Linked DNA regions of Mus musculus: all the other regions are linked to region 1. Evidence: chromatin contacts called from public HiChIP or PLAC-seq data. All regions are on one chromosome and are shown on one strand. The core of a region is the stretch at or near the end of the contact, and the rest is flanking DNA. Distances in the headings are between cores, read along the strand shown.

What was found. HiChIP or PLAC-seq counts read pairs in DNA pulled down with a chosen protein or histone mark.
Region 2: an H3K27ac HiChIP or PLAC-seq map of large pre-B cells shows a contact between it and region 1, with 14 times the contacts expected there. The contact joins two enhancer-like sites. A contact is called at or near these places in 2 of 15 datasets of contacts at CTCF or cohesin (large pre-B cells and pro-B cells) and 1 of 115 datasets of contacts at active chromatin or transcription factors (large pre-B cells).
Region 3: a contact with region 1 is called in a RAD21 HiChIP or PLAC-seq map of pro-B cells, with 9 times the contacts expected there. The contact joins two enhancer-like sites. A contact is called at or near these places in 2 of 15 datasets of contacts at CTCF or cohesin (large pre-B cells and pro-B cells) and 1 of 115 datasets of contacts at active chromatin or transcription factors (large pre-B cells).
Region 4: a contact with region 1 is called in a RAD21 HiChIP or PLAC-seq map of pro-B cells, with 12 times the contacts expected there. The contact joins two enhancer-like sites. A contact is called at or near these places in 1 of 39 promoter capture datasets (the C10 cell line), 2 of 15 datasets of contacts at CTCF or cohesin (large pre-B cells and pro-B cells) and 1 of 115 datasets of contacts at active chromatin or transcription factors (large pre-B cells).

Annotation. Positions count from the first base shown.
Region 1 is chr6:68,199,936-68,203,170 of GRCm38.p6, forward strand. It overlaps Igk. Among named protein-coding and RNA genes, the nearest start is that of Gm25833, 330 kb to the right of the region's middle. Within about 2 kb of position 1,711, at least 3 of the 459 cell types and tissues checked have an H3K27ac peak or open chromatin away from gene starts, as enhancers often do. A contact at or near this core is called in pro-B cells, where this site is marked.
Region 2 is chr6:68,924,921-68,928,328 of GRCm38.p6, forward strand. It overlaps Igk. Among named protein-coding and RNA genes, the nearest start is that of Gm25833, 390 kb to the left of the region's middle. Within about 2 kb of position 1,716, at least 9 of the 459 cell types and tissues checked have an H3K27ac peak or open chromatin away from gene starts, as enhancers often do. A contact at or near this core is called in pro-B cells, where this site is marked.
Region 3 is chr6:68,749,327-68,752,511 of GRCm38.p6, forward strand. It overlaps Igk. Among named protein-coding and RNA genes, the nearest start is that of Gm25833, 220 kb to the left of the region's middle. Within about 2 kb of position 1,390, at least 11 of the 459 cell types and tissues checked have an H3K27ac peak or open chromatin away from gene starts, as enhancers often do. A contact at or near this core is called in pro-B cells, where this site is marked.
Region 4 is chr6:68,883,000-68,886,165 of GRCm38.p6, forward strand. It overlaps Igk. Among named protein-coding and RNA genes, the nearest start is that of Gm25833, 350 kb to the left of the region's middle. Within about 2 kb of position 1,347, at least 14 of the 459 cell types and tissues checked have an H3K27ac peak or open chromatin away from gene starts, as enhancers often do. A contact at or near this core is called in pro-B cells, where this site is marked.

The sequences.
Region 1 (3,235 bases), core at 461-2,960:
AAGGGACCCTGTTATAGCTGTCTTGTATGAGGCTATGCCAGTGCCTGGCAAATACAGAAGTGGATGCTCACAGTCATCTATAAGATGGAACACAGGGCCCCCAATGGAGAAGCTAGAGAAAGCACACAAGGAGATGAAGGGGTCTGCAACCCTATAGGTGGAACAACAATATGAACTAACCATTACCTCCAGAGCTTGTATCTCTAGCTGCATATGTAGCAGAAGATGACCTAGTCGGCCATCACTGGGAAGAGAGGCCCCTTGGTGTTGCATACTTTACATGCCCCAATACAGGGGAATGTCAGGGCCAAGAAGCAAGAGTGGGTGGGTAGGGCAGCAGGGCAGAGGGAAGGTATAAGGAACAACTACAACAACAAAACAAACAAACAAAATCAACAGAAGAAGAAGAGGAAGAAGAAGAAGAAGAAGAAGAAGAAGAAGAAGAAGAAGAAGAAGAAGAAGAAGGAAAGAAAGAAAGAAAGAAAGAAAGAAAGAAAGAAAGAAAGAAAGAAAGAAAGAAGAGAAAACAAGCTGTGCACTCATGTATGTATCAAGTACACTATGAAGAAGACTGCTAACTTTAGCATTTCACTAATGCTTGACTACTATGTTTAGATTAGTGTTTCCGGTAATATATGAAACTCAAACATGATTGTACTGGGACAGGAAGATCAGTACATTTTGACTGAAATTGTCATGTGCAGATGCGGTTTCAGGTGCAAGCATACAGGGCCCCTCACCTCACTCAGCTGGAATAATTCAGAAACAGTTTAAACTGCAATTCTAGTTTGGAAACATATAGACCAAAAGGACATGAAATCCATTTTTTATTCCACCTTACATTGTCCTTAATCTCATAGGATATTTACACAATTTTATGCTATTTTCAAAACAAGCTTTATATTTGGATGACTCAAAGTAATACAGCAGACAAAGTCCTATACTTCAAGGGTATGTTTAGTATGACATAATCTGACTTAATAACAATATAAATAATCATAAAGTCATTTTATTTTATGCTAATTGACTTAAATCTTAAATTTTTATTTGAATGATATATTTTCCCAGTGTTCATTGATTTTTGCCTTTTAATGAAGTTTGGCAAGAAACAAAAACCTGACATTTCCAATAGACATAGAAATTGCAAGGATTTATAGAGATTTTTCTTGGCGCTGCACTTTTACTCATAGCTAGTCCTATTTCTCATAGTATGAAATAGGAAAATATTTTAACCTTTCAGATTTAGTGTTTTGTGGACACACAATTATTTGTAAACATTTATACTCGGTTGTCAATTCCCTATGATATGATTTTAATTGGTTCAAATGAATTTTTCTTTATTATTTTCTGAAAGTTGGTATGGTCAATAGAAATCAATTTACAATTTATAATTGTAAATGCATCCTTGCCACTGAGTAGTGGCAACAATCTCCACCTCAAAGCAACATTAAATTGTAATATAGCACATATAATGAAGTTCAAGAGATGTTCAACAGTATTTTATTAAATACCTTTATATTAGATGATCCTGTCCCACTTTATATGAATGTAATTTTCTGAGACCCTTTCAGCTTAGGTTGTTTGATATAATATATTTGTCCAATGACGTTTTGGCTCATAATAATGATGAATTAAATTATTTTACTTGATGTATCCCCATTGCAATATAGTATCTGTGAAACATTACCCATCTCTCCAGCAGGGGGTAGTACAATCACACATTTATCTAGTCAAGGTAGCCATGCTTAGTCCTGAGACCTACTATAACAATGAGAATAATAGAAAGAGGCACCCAGTCTCTTGATCTACCAAGCCTCCACAATGTTTTCATGCATTTGCCCACTACTATTAAACTGCCCTGAGCACATTTATTTGACAGAGACTTTGAGAGCTGACGACCCAGAAAATTCAATATCTTCAGAGAGAGCAGACCGGCTTCTCAAGGATACTCCCATTTATAACAGAAAACTTCGGCTCAGGAGGATCAGAAGTCCAAGCCCCTCCTAAATATCAGCATGAGGCACAATGATAGATTTGTGATTGGTACTACAAAATGTATATTTATGTTTCTTTCTGATTTAGAAAGGGGGGTTTCTGCATGTGACATCTGTGGTAATATTCCTGAAAATAATTGAGTTACAGTTCCACATCACACACTGACATTCTTTTTTTTTTTTTTTGAGATGTTTTTGGGCCCAGAATTATTTAATTAGACTCAGATGGATTAGTTAACCCTTAGCTGAGCAGCTATCAGGACAATGGTATGGCAAATCTGGGACCTCAGGTTTTCCTATGTACATTCCAGTAATCTTCAGCTGAGCTTTATGGTGGGAATAAAAATCCCATATACTGTAGTACTTGTCATCCATGTAGACATCCATGTCTAATCTGATTTCCATTCTACACAGGTTTATCTGGTGCAATTCAAATAAAGACTGAATGTATGTGTTGGAAGTACTATATTATCTATTTCACTAACATTTCCAACTATTTTTAATACATCGTCATTAAAATCTACTCCAGCAGAATCAGTTCCCTCAGTGATGGGAGCCTCTAATTCACCATTCTTTCCACAGTGGGCAAGAAGTGCATCAATTAAGTTACATACCTGCCTAATATTTTCTAACTTCTTAGTAGGAAAAATTGGGTTGCATATATGTGTGTTCTTTACATATTCATGTGTGATAGATTATAGAACTTTCCTTAATGGTGCCTTTTATTCACAGGAAGATATAGTTTTGATTTAGTTCACTTGCTCTTGCTGAGCACAATACAATTTAAATTTAAATATCGTCTGGGCTCCACTTGGACAAAGACTCAACTCTGTACTTATTTTATCTCTCTATTGGGAGAAGCAGTAATGCATGTCTTCCTAGTCAAATTTCACCTTTCAACTGCCAATACCTGTTACAATAGGGACAAGAGATATTTATAGTTTCTGATCACTGTTATCCATCATAACACTGCCCCCTTCTGTGAGAGTGATCTTCGTGCATCATTTCATACTCAGATTTAGTCGGTGGAGACTAGAGGTCCTGAAAATTCTCCGTGTTGCAGATGGAGAAAAGCAAATTCTGGGAGTCTGGCCCTTCACAATGATCTTTCCTGGTGAGGTATATCCGCTCTCATGCCTGCTCTCTCTTCCTTTCATTGAGTAGAGTCAATCATAGAGCTTATGCAGCTGCTTCATGCATCCCTAATAATCTGGATTGATGGACAGTGCTGGTTAGCATCA
Region 2 (3,408 bases), core at 466-2,965, 720 kb after region 1:
CACTTGGAGAGAGAAGAAAGCAATCATAAGTGGGGAGGGAGGGAGGAACTTGGAAGGGAAAGAGGATGGGGGTGGGGGAACCTGATCTGTTATTGGGTGAGGAAAAACAACTGAAGCCCTGAGGGCCTGCAGAAAGAATGTAAACAGGCAACCTCAGCAAATAGAAGATTGGGGGGACCACCCAGACTACACTAGAGATCTGTGAGCTGAGAGACTCCCAGGTCTCACAGGGAGGGACCTTTGATGAAATGCTTAACAGTAGGGAGAGGAAACCTATAAAGCCTACCTCAGCAGAAAGACAGGACATCAAGTGAATTCCTTTGTAGATAAATATAAATACTTATCCCAAATTTTATTGAGAATAATAATCATAAACTAGCAAGAGAAAACTTATTTTGAACTTTGGTTTTGTATTTACATATGTATATGTCTGTATGCCATGTGTATATTCCAGTGTCTAGACAAAAGTGTAGAATCTCCTGAACTGCAGGCATTGCAGTACCTTGAGTGTCACCAAGTGTGAATGCTGAGGGCCACCCTTAGTTCTTCTGCATGAACTGCTAGTTCTCTTTAATCTCTAATCATCATTCACTTCAGTCTTAATAACTCTGTCTGGATGAATAATGAGTTTATCCTTGTTATTTACATAGCAATGATGCAGTATAGTCCTAAATTTGGAGAAATGCCTCAGATTCTTCCTACTAGTCTTCTATTCTATAGAGTTGTGAGCTCATAACAGAAGTCATACAAATATTGACCTAGAATGCTACCTAATACTGAAACAGTAAAAGTACTAACAGGATCAAATAACCTGAGATACAAATCAAACCAGACTCATGGGAAGTTACACAATTGTGTTGTCTCAATCCTATCTCTTTTCAGACATTCTTCTGGTTTTGTAGCAAGTTACCATACCATGTGAATGATTCTTCTATTGTTTTTTTTTTGTTATTTTTGTTTATTTTTGGGTAGGGGGGTTGGTCTATCATGTACATCTATACATGTTGATTTGCAATGAGGTACAGCTTCTCTAGCTAGGGTTTGAGACAAATCTCACAGCAACACAAATGAAGCCAAGAGTATCACTAAAAACTGAGATTTTCTAATATGTCTTGGTACATGTTCTGAATAAGAACCTTTGCTTAATAAATGTGATGAATCTTTTCTTTTGATTGTTGTGTTTTGTACCCACTATCGACAGTCAAGGTAACAGAACACTAGATTAAAGCTTTGCTTATTTTCATATCTATAATATCAGAAATATGCTATGTAACTTATATGGTGTGAGTGTATGTGTGTGTGTGTGTGTGCATGGATTTTGTCTACTTCTGTGTGTGCACATTGTTTGTGTGTGTTTGTGTGTGTTTGTGTGTGTGTGTGTGTGTGTGTGTGTGTGTGTGTGTGTGTGTGTGTGTGTGTGAAATATATATTTAAAGGAAAGGAATTATAGGAGAAGAATTGGTTTTCCCTGGATAAAGAACTTCTCAGGACATTGATAGGATAGAATTTTCTGTTATACTTCAGGCATCTTCTACGAGAGGGAACCACAAGAAGTCCTTTTCCCCTTTTTTTAGTCTCCTGTGAGGTAAAGAGGAACAAAGAACACAAATTTGAAATAAAGAGATTTTGTTGTTTGAAGAGGTCTATTCTACTGAAGGAATCTATTGGCCCTCTGGGATTGCAACAGTATTAACTGTAAGAATACAGTGTACCCTAAGGGCCACTATGCAAAACACACTATGTTAGAACTGAAAGTATGTGGTTATTAAGAAGACAACGTCTGTTTCTATTCTTCTTAACTATATCATTAGATGTGATAAATTGCACTTTCTGTGGTGCACATGACAAAATAGTTTATAATTGGAAATGAATGAATTCTAGGATCATTGTAGTGAAAAAAACTTAGAGACACAAGATCACAATAATGAGAATCGTGTTTAAGGAAGTCTGAAGAATAAAAGTCACAAACAGAAACCCTGAGACTTTATCCATCCTTTGGATAAATGAAGAAGAGTAAAAGGAATAATTTTGTTTGTCATAGTCACACTTGAACACAAATGTAGCTTTTATTAAGTATTGTAAGTTGCAGAGTGCAGACTGGAGGAGATCATATATAACGCAAAGCTTTTCTTTTAAAAAAATGTTGTATATCCAAATAGTTTTTGCATCAAAGATCATTCAGAGCCAGTTACAAACTGGTATATGCTGCCAATGTTCCACATCCTAAAGCATAACTTCCACCATACTTTTTCCTTTTAGCTAAATATTCCATTGAGTTTCATTTTTAAATCTGTTTTTCCTTAATCTCACTCCCTCCTTTTAATTTTTACAATATGTAATTTTGGTCTACAACGAATGAAATGTCTGGTGAACAGTATTCACAAGTAAATGAGTATTTGTACTGACATTTTATAACCCTAAACTCGTCATTGCATTGTAAAACTTTGTCCTTCATGGTACTTTATTGGGCCCCAAAGAATATATTATAGGTATCACTTTTTTTCTCTCTCTGGATGGGATGTGATCTCTTTTTCTAAGTGCCCGGCATGGTATTATCCACAGTACTGCAATTTAAAAAAATTGAAAAAGATGCTGAAATATAAGACAACAAAATTTTATATACTCAGCTTCTAACTTTGTGAGCTAAGTAAATCTCTTCTGTTACTAATGTGCATAACATCAGTCATTACTCTACAACCAAAAGAGAAATTTATACACAGATATAGGTCCAAAAGATATGCTGAGAAAGCATTAATTCTGTTCTTCTTATAAGTAGGATTACAGAAATCCCAGTAATATAAATAAAATAATATCAATGTCATATCCATATTCTAGTATGATTTTCTCTTCAAGGATTCAACCAATTCCTAATACAATCATAGAAGAGAACTTCTATCCAACACATAATCATTTAGGGAGAAACCAGAAGTCATAACAATGATAGTCTGTGCCTCTTTAGATATTAGGGCCCTCTTAGAATATGCTTTTGAAATGGATAAATCATTATCTTTTTAAAGAATTTGTAGTCTCTTAAACTAAATAATGCAAACTTAATATATCACATGGCATCATCTGAGAACATGTTGAGGAACTGGTGGACATACAATTCAGGCTTTACTATATGTTTTACAGCAATGACTTTTTACTATATCACTGCAAACAAACATGGTAATAGCACTGAGGCATCAACATATTTTCCGTTTATTCTTCCCATTGGTTCTGAACTGGGTTAATTGGCCTAAACTGAATTTTATACCCAGATGAGTATTTCAAACTTCCCATGTGATATGTACCAGACCCTTCAGTCTCTTTCCAATCAGAGTGTAATGATCTTGTCATTGTAAAGCTTCCTACCAGTTACTTAACAGATATCCTCCTCTTGACTTGTATGATCTTCTTTTTTTTATT
Region 3 (3,185 bases), core at 140-2,639, 550 kb after region 1:
CCATGCATTAGAGAGTTATAGAAGCAGTTTTTAGTAATATAATCCTGTGTTACCTATCATACAAGGAGGCAAAATAATTTCCATTCTGATCAATTTTCCAATAATTTGGATTAGAACTGCTATGGCATAGTTATTCCAACTGTGTTAGAAATTATTGAATGACTTACGTTGGTAGATCAGTATAAACATATATTTTTTTTTCCAAATTGGGATGAGACAAATAATCTAGGCATAAAATCAACAAATGTGTGTTTTGAATATGTATTAAATTGAGCTTAAAAGAAACAGATGTGAGATGTGTTGGAACTGATGTTATTACTTTTGGTTCTTAGCCACCAAATAAAAATTCTGGAAACCAAACAGGTCCTCTGAATAGATAGGTACTCCATTCAGAGTCATCTATCTGTTGAGTCCCAATAAATCCATTTGATGAGTAAATGTGTTTATTCTGGTTAGTTACATAGTAGTTGAAATGTTACACCCCTGAAATTTGCAGAAATTCCTCTCATTCTTCCTACCAAGGTTCTATTCTATATAATTGCCAGTCCACAGCAGAGTCATGCAAACTTTGTCTTAGATTGCCATCTAGTAATGAAACAAGAGAAGTGGCAAAAGGCTCAGACAACCCAGACCACACCAGATCGATGGGAAGTTATATATTTGTGTTGACCCAATCTTTTCTCTTTTCAGGGATTTCCGGTTTTGTAACATGCTACCACACTGTGTGAAAGATAGCTTCGGTTTTCTGTACTCTCCCATGTACATGAGATAAATGGTGCCTTGCTATCTCTGACTAGAAATCAGAAGATAAATTTCAATACAAGACAACTGAAACCAGTAGAGAGATCTTCCAAATCAGAATTTAATAGCCAGTCATAGGACATGTCTTTTAACAAGAATATGTGGAATCTATGGGATTAAATTTTAGATGGGAGTTTTTCAGTGCCCAGTATAGACAGCAAAGTAACTGGAAACTAGATTATAGTCTTATAAATTTTCACATTTGCAATATCATAATTGTGTTATTTAACATATATGATTATATCATACTATAAATGTGTACATGTAATATGTGTGTGTGCAAAAACACATGTATGTATGTTTTCTCAGAATAAAAGAGTTGTCAGCACTTGGATAGTAGGATCTCATTCTTTGGTATATTTAGAGATATCCTCTGTGAGTGGTAACATCTAGAAGTTCTTTTTTTTTATGTTCCATATTCATGCAAGATGAAGAGGAACAAAGACCACAGAGCTGAGATGAAGAAGTTCAGCTGCTCAGAAAATTATGCGTAACATCAGGAAATCTGTCTGCCCTCTAGAGAGCAAACAGTAGTAGCTATCATTAGTGTGGAATCCCTAGAGGACACTATGAAAAGCAGATTCAGTTAGAGGTGAAAGTATAGTGGTTACTCAGAAGACACTTTCTGTCTCACCCCAGCCTTTTTAAAACACTTACATTGTTAGATGTGGTGAAATGCACTCTTTATAGAAAATATGGCAACCATATTCAGAATGGGCCAGAAACTAAACCAGAAAGGCTGGTAAGAAGACTGAACAATAGCCCAAGCCCACTATAGCTAATGAGAATTGACTGGATTAATGAAAGCCTAGATCATCTTAGTGAAAATATCTTAAAGTCATGAGAACAAAATAATAAAAAAAACATGTTTCAGAAGGGCTGAATAATATAAGACATCCACAGAAATCCACGGACTTCATCCTGCTTTTGAAGAAATTAATCAGAAAACAAAGTGTGATTTTTATTATCACAGTCTCATTCGAACACAAAAGCAGCCACTATTTGAGAGCTTTGATTTACATGATACAAGCATGAGAGAAGTCTTACATAATGTAAAGCTCAGATAGCTTCCTGTAGAACATGTTGTTGTCCAAGTCAGAAGCTGCTTTTCCTGTATTATTTTTTCTTTTATTAATATTAATCATTTCATTTGTTTACATCTCAAATGATATCCCCCTTCCCAGTTACCTCCTCCAACAACACTGACTCCAATATCCCACTTCCCAGTTATCCCTCCGCCATGTCCCCCATCACAAATCTTCCCTCCTCACTTTCTTTTGTCTGTATGAGAGTGCTCCCACACACACCCACACTCTCCTGCCCCACTGCTCCAGTATTCCCCTACTCTGAGGCACAAAACTTCCCCAGGACAAAAGGCCTCCCCCTCCTGTTGCTGTCTGGCAAGGCCATCCTCTGCTACATATGGATCTGGAGCTGAAGATTCCTTTAGGTACACTCCTTGGTTGGTGGTATAGTCTTTGGGAGAACTGGGTGGTAAGGCCAGCCTATGTTGTTCTTCCAATGGGGTTTCAATCCCCCTCCATTCCTCCAGTCCTTCTGCCAGCTCCTCAACCAGGTTCCCTGAGTCATCCTGACAGATGACTCCAAGCACCTGCCTGTACATTGGTCAGCTGATGGCTGTACCTCCCAGGAACTTCCACACTTTGCTCCTCTCACAGGTGCCTCTTGACTCAAGCAATAGTGTTGGGTTTCGTGCCTGCAGACTTAATGTATTCCCCAGGTGGGTCCGTTCCCCAATTGGACCTTCCTTCAGTCTCCATTGGTTCCATTTTTTTATCCCTGTTCTTCCTTTGGAAAGGAACATTTCTGGGTTATAAAAAAACAAAAACAAACTTCGATTTATTTACATTCCAGATTTCATTCTCTCCCCACCCTTGTCCACACTCCAACTGTCCTCCTCTTTACTCCCTGTCTCCATGAGGATGTCCTCATCCCCCACCATCCACCACCCACCCTGCCTGACCTCTAAACTACCTAGGGCCTCCAGTCTTTTGAGGGTTAGGTGCACCTTCTCTGTCTGACCCGGTAGTCCTCTGCTATATACGTGTTGGGAGCCTCATATCAGCTGGTGCATGCTGCCTGTTTGGTGGTCCAGTTTTTGAGAGATCTCAGGGGTCCAGATTAATTGAGACTGCTGGCCCTCCTACAGGGTTGCCCTCCTCCTGAGCTCCTTTCAGCCTTTCCCTATTTCAACAAGGGTCAGCAGCTTCTGTCCATTGGTTGGGTGCAAATGTCTACATCTGACTCTTTAAGCTGCCTGTTGGGTCTTCCAGAGTGAGGTCATGCTAGGTCCATTTTTGTGAGCAGTCCATAGCCTCAGTAATAGTGTCAGGCCTTGGGACCTTCCCTTGGGCTGGATCCCA
Region 4 (3,166 bases), core at 97-2,596, 680 kb after region 1:
TATCTATCATAGAAGAAGAAGAAGAAATAATTTCCATCCTGATCAATTTTCTAACAATTTGAATTAGAACTGCCATGGAATAGTTATTCCAACTGTGTTGGAAATTATTGAATGAACTACCTTCGTAGATCAATATAAACCTATATTCTAAATCGGGATGATACAAATAATCCAAGAACAAAACCAACAAGCTTACATTTTTAAGGTTGTCTTTGTATTTACTTATGTGTATGCCTGCATATTGAATTTGTATTAAATTAAGCTTAAAAGAAACAGGTGTGAGATGTCTCAGAACTGATGCTATTAGAGTTGGTTCTTAGCCACCAAATGTAAATACTGGGAACCAAATCTAGGTCCTCTGAATGGATATGTACTCTATTGATCATTGAATTATCTATCTTCTCAGTCCCAATAAATCTAAGTAGATGAGTAAATGTGTTTATTCTGGTTATTTACATAGTAGTTGAAATGCTACACTCCTGAAATTTACAAAAATGCCTCTCATTCTTCCTACCAAGGTTCTATTCTATATAATTGCTAGTCCACAGCAAAATCATGCAAACTTTGGCTTAGATTGCCATCTAGTAATGAAACAAGAGAAGTGCCAAAAGGCTCAGACAACCCAAGTCACAGACCACACCAGATCTATGGGAAGTTATATATTTGTGTTGACCCTATCTTTTCTCTTTTCCGGGATTTTTCGGTTTTGTAACATGCTACCACACTCTGTAAAATATAGCTTTGGTTTTCTGTACTCTGCCATGTACATTAGATTAATGGTGCCTTGCTATCTCTGACTAGGAATTGGAAGATAAGTTTCAATACCAGACAACTGAAACCAGTAGAGAAATATTCCAAACCAGAATTTAATAGCAATTTGTAGTACACGTCTTTAACAAGAATATGTGTAATCCAAATGAGATTAAATTTTAGATGGAAGCTTTTCAAAGCCCAGTATAAACAGCCAATTAATTGGATACTAGAATATAGTCTTATAAATTTTCACGTCTGTAACATCATAATTGTGCTATTTAACTAGGTATGATTATATATGAATGTATAATATTATATATGTGTATATGTAATACATGTGTGTGAAAACACAGTATTTATGTTTTCCTAGAATAAAAGTCTGTCTGCCCTTGGATAGTGGGATCACATTCTTTGGTATATTTAAAGGTATCCTCTGTGAGACGGATCCTCTAGAAGTCCTTTTTTCCTATTTTCCATATTCATGCTATATAAAGAGGAACAAAGAGCAGAGAGCTGAGATGAAGGAGTTCAGCTGCTCAGAAAATTTTACACCACACCAGGAAACCAGTCTACCCTCTAGGGAGCCAACAGTAGTAGCTAACATTAGTGTGGAATCCCCAGGGGACACTATGAAAAGCAGATTCAGTTAGAGATGAAAGTATAGTGGTTATTCAGAAGACACTTTCTGTTTTTAAATTCTTTTAAACAGTTTTATTGTTAGATGTGGTGAAATGCACTTTTTTCTAGAAAATATGGCAACAAGTTTATAACAGGCCATGAACTAAAACATGAAGTCTGATAAGAAGACTGAACACCAGCTGACTACAGCTACTGGGAATTGAGTGGGTTAATGAAAGCCTAGATTATCTTAGTGAAAAGACCTTAGAGTTATGAGAACAAAATAATAAGAAAAGTGTTTCAAAAGATCTGAGTAATAGAAGACACCAATAGAAATCCACTGACTTTATAGTTTTTTGAATAAATTAATCAGAAAACAAGGTGCGGTTTTTATTATCACAGTCTCATTGAACACAAATGCAGCCATTATTTGAGACCTTTGAATTGTATGATACAGGCATGAGAGAAGTCTTACATAATGAAAAGCTCAAATAGCTTCCTTCCTGTAGAACATGCTATTGTCCCAGTCAGAAGTTGCTTTACCTGTCTTAATTTTTTTCTTTTATTAATATTAATCATTCCACTTGTTTATATCTCAAGTGATATCTCTCTTCCCGGTTACCTCCTCCTTCAACCCCACCCCCTCCCACCCCATGATATCCTACTTACTGAATACCCCTCTGCCACCACCCCACCCCACATCTGAGCCCCCCTTCCATTTTGCCTGTATGGGAATGCTCCCCATACACCCATGCTCTTCCACCCAACCGCTCCAGTATCCCCTTACTCTGGGGTATCAAACCTCCCCAGGACCAAGGACCTCCCCTTCCATTGCTGTCTGGCAAGGCTATTCTCTGTGACATATGTATCTGGAGCCAAAGATCTCTTTAGGTACACTCCTTGGTTGGTGGTCTAGTTGTTGAGAGAACTGAGTGGTTAGGGCATCCTATGTTGTTTTTCCAATGGGGATGTAATGCCCCTCTGTTCCACCAGTCCTTCTGTCAGGTCCCCAACCAGGTTCTCTGAGTTCAGCCCTATGGTTGGCTGCAAGCATTCACCTCTGCATTAGTCAGCTGCTGGCTGAACCTCCCCAGTCTGCCATACTTGGTTCCTCTTGACCCCAGCATGAGTGTTGGATTTGGTATCTGCAGACATGATATATCCACCAGGTGGATCCATTCCTCAGTTGGCCCTTCCTTCAGTCTCTGTTCTATTTTTGTTGCTATTCTTCCTTTGGAGAGGAACATTTCTGGGGTGGGGTGGGGACAAAACAACAACAACCTTTTATTTATGTATCTACACTCCTGATTTTATTCTCCCCACCCACCCCAGTCCACCCTCCAACTGTTCCACCTCCCATACCTACTCCCCAAACCCTGTCTCCACTAGGATGTCCTCATCTTCCACCCCGCACCTCACCTGACCTCTAAACTCCCTGGTGCCTCCAGTCTCTTGAGGGTTATTAGGTGCATCTTCTCTGATTGAACACAGACCCCTCAGTCCTCTGTTGTATGTGTGTTGGGAGCCTCATATCAGCTGGTGTATGCTGCCTGTTTGATGGTCCAGTGTTTAAGAAACCTCTGGGGTCCAGATTAATTGGGACTGCTGGTCCTTCTATAGAGTTTCCCTCCTCCCAGCCTTTTCCTTTGGGCTGCTTCTCCCTCTGGTGTCCGACAAGGCCATCCTCTGCCACATATGCTGCAGGTCCCTCCATGTGTACTCTAGTTGATGGTCCAGTCCCCGGCAGCTCTGTAGGGTCTGGCCAGTTGAAACTGTTGCTCATCACATGGAGCTG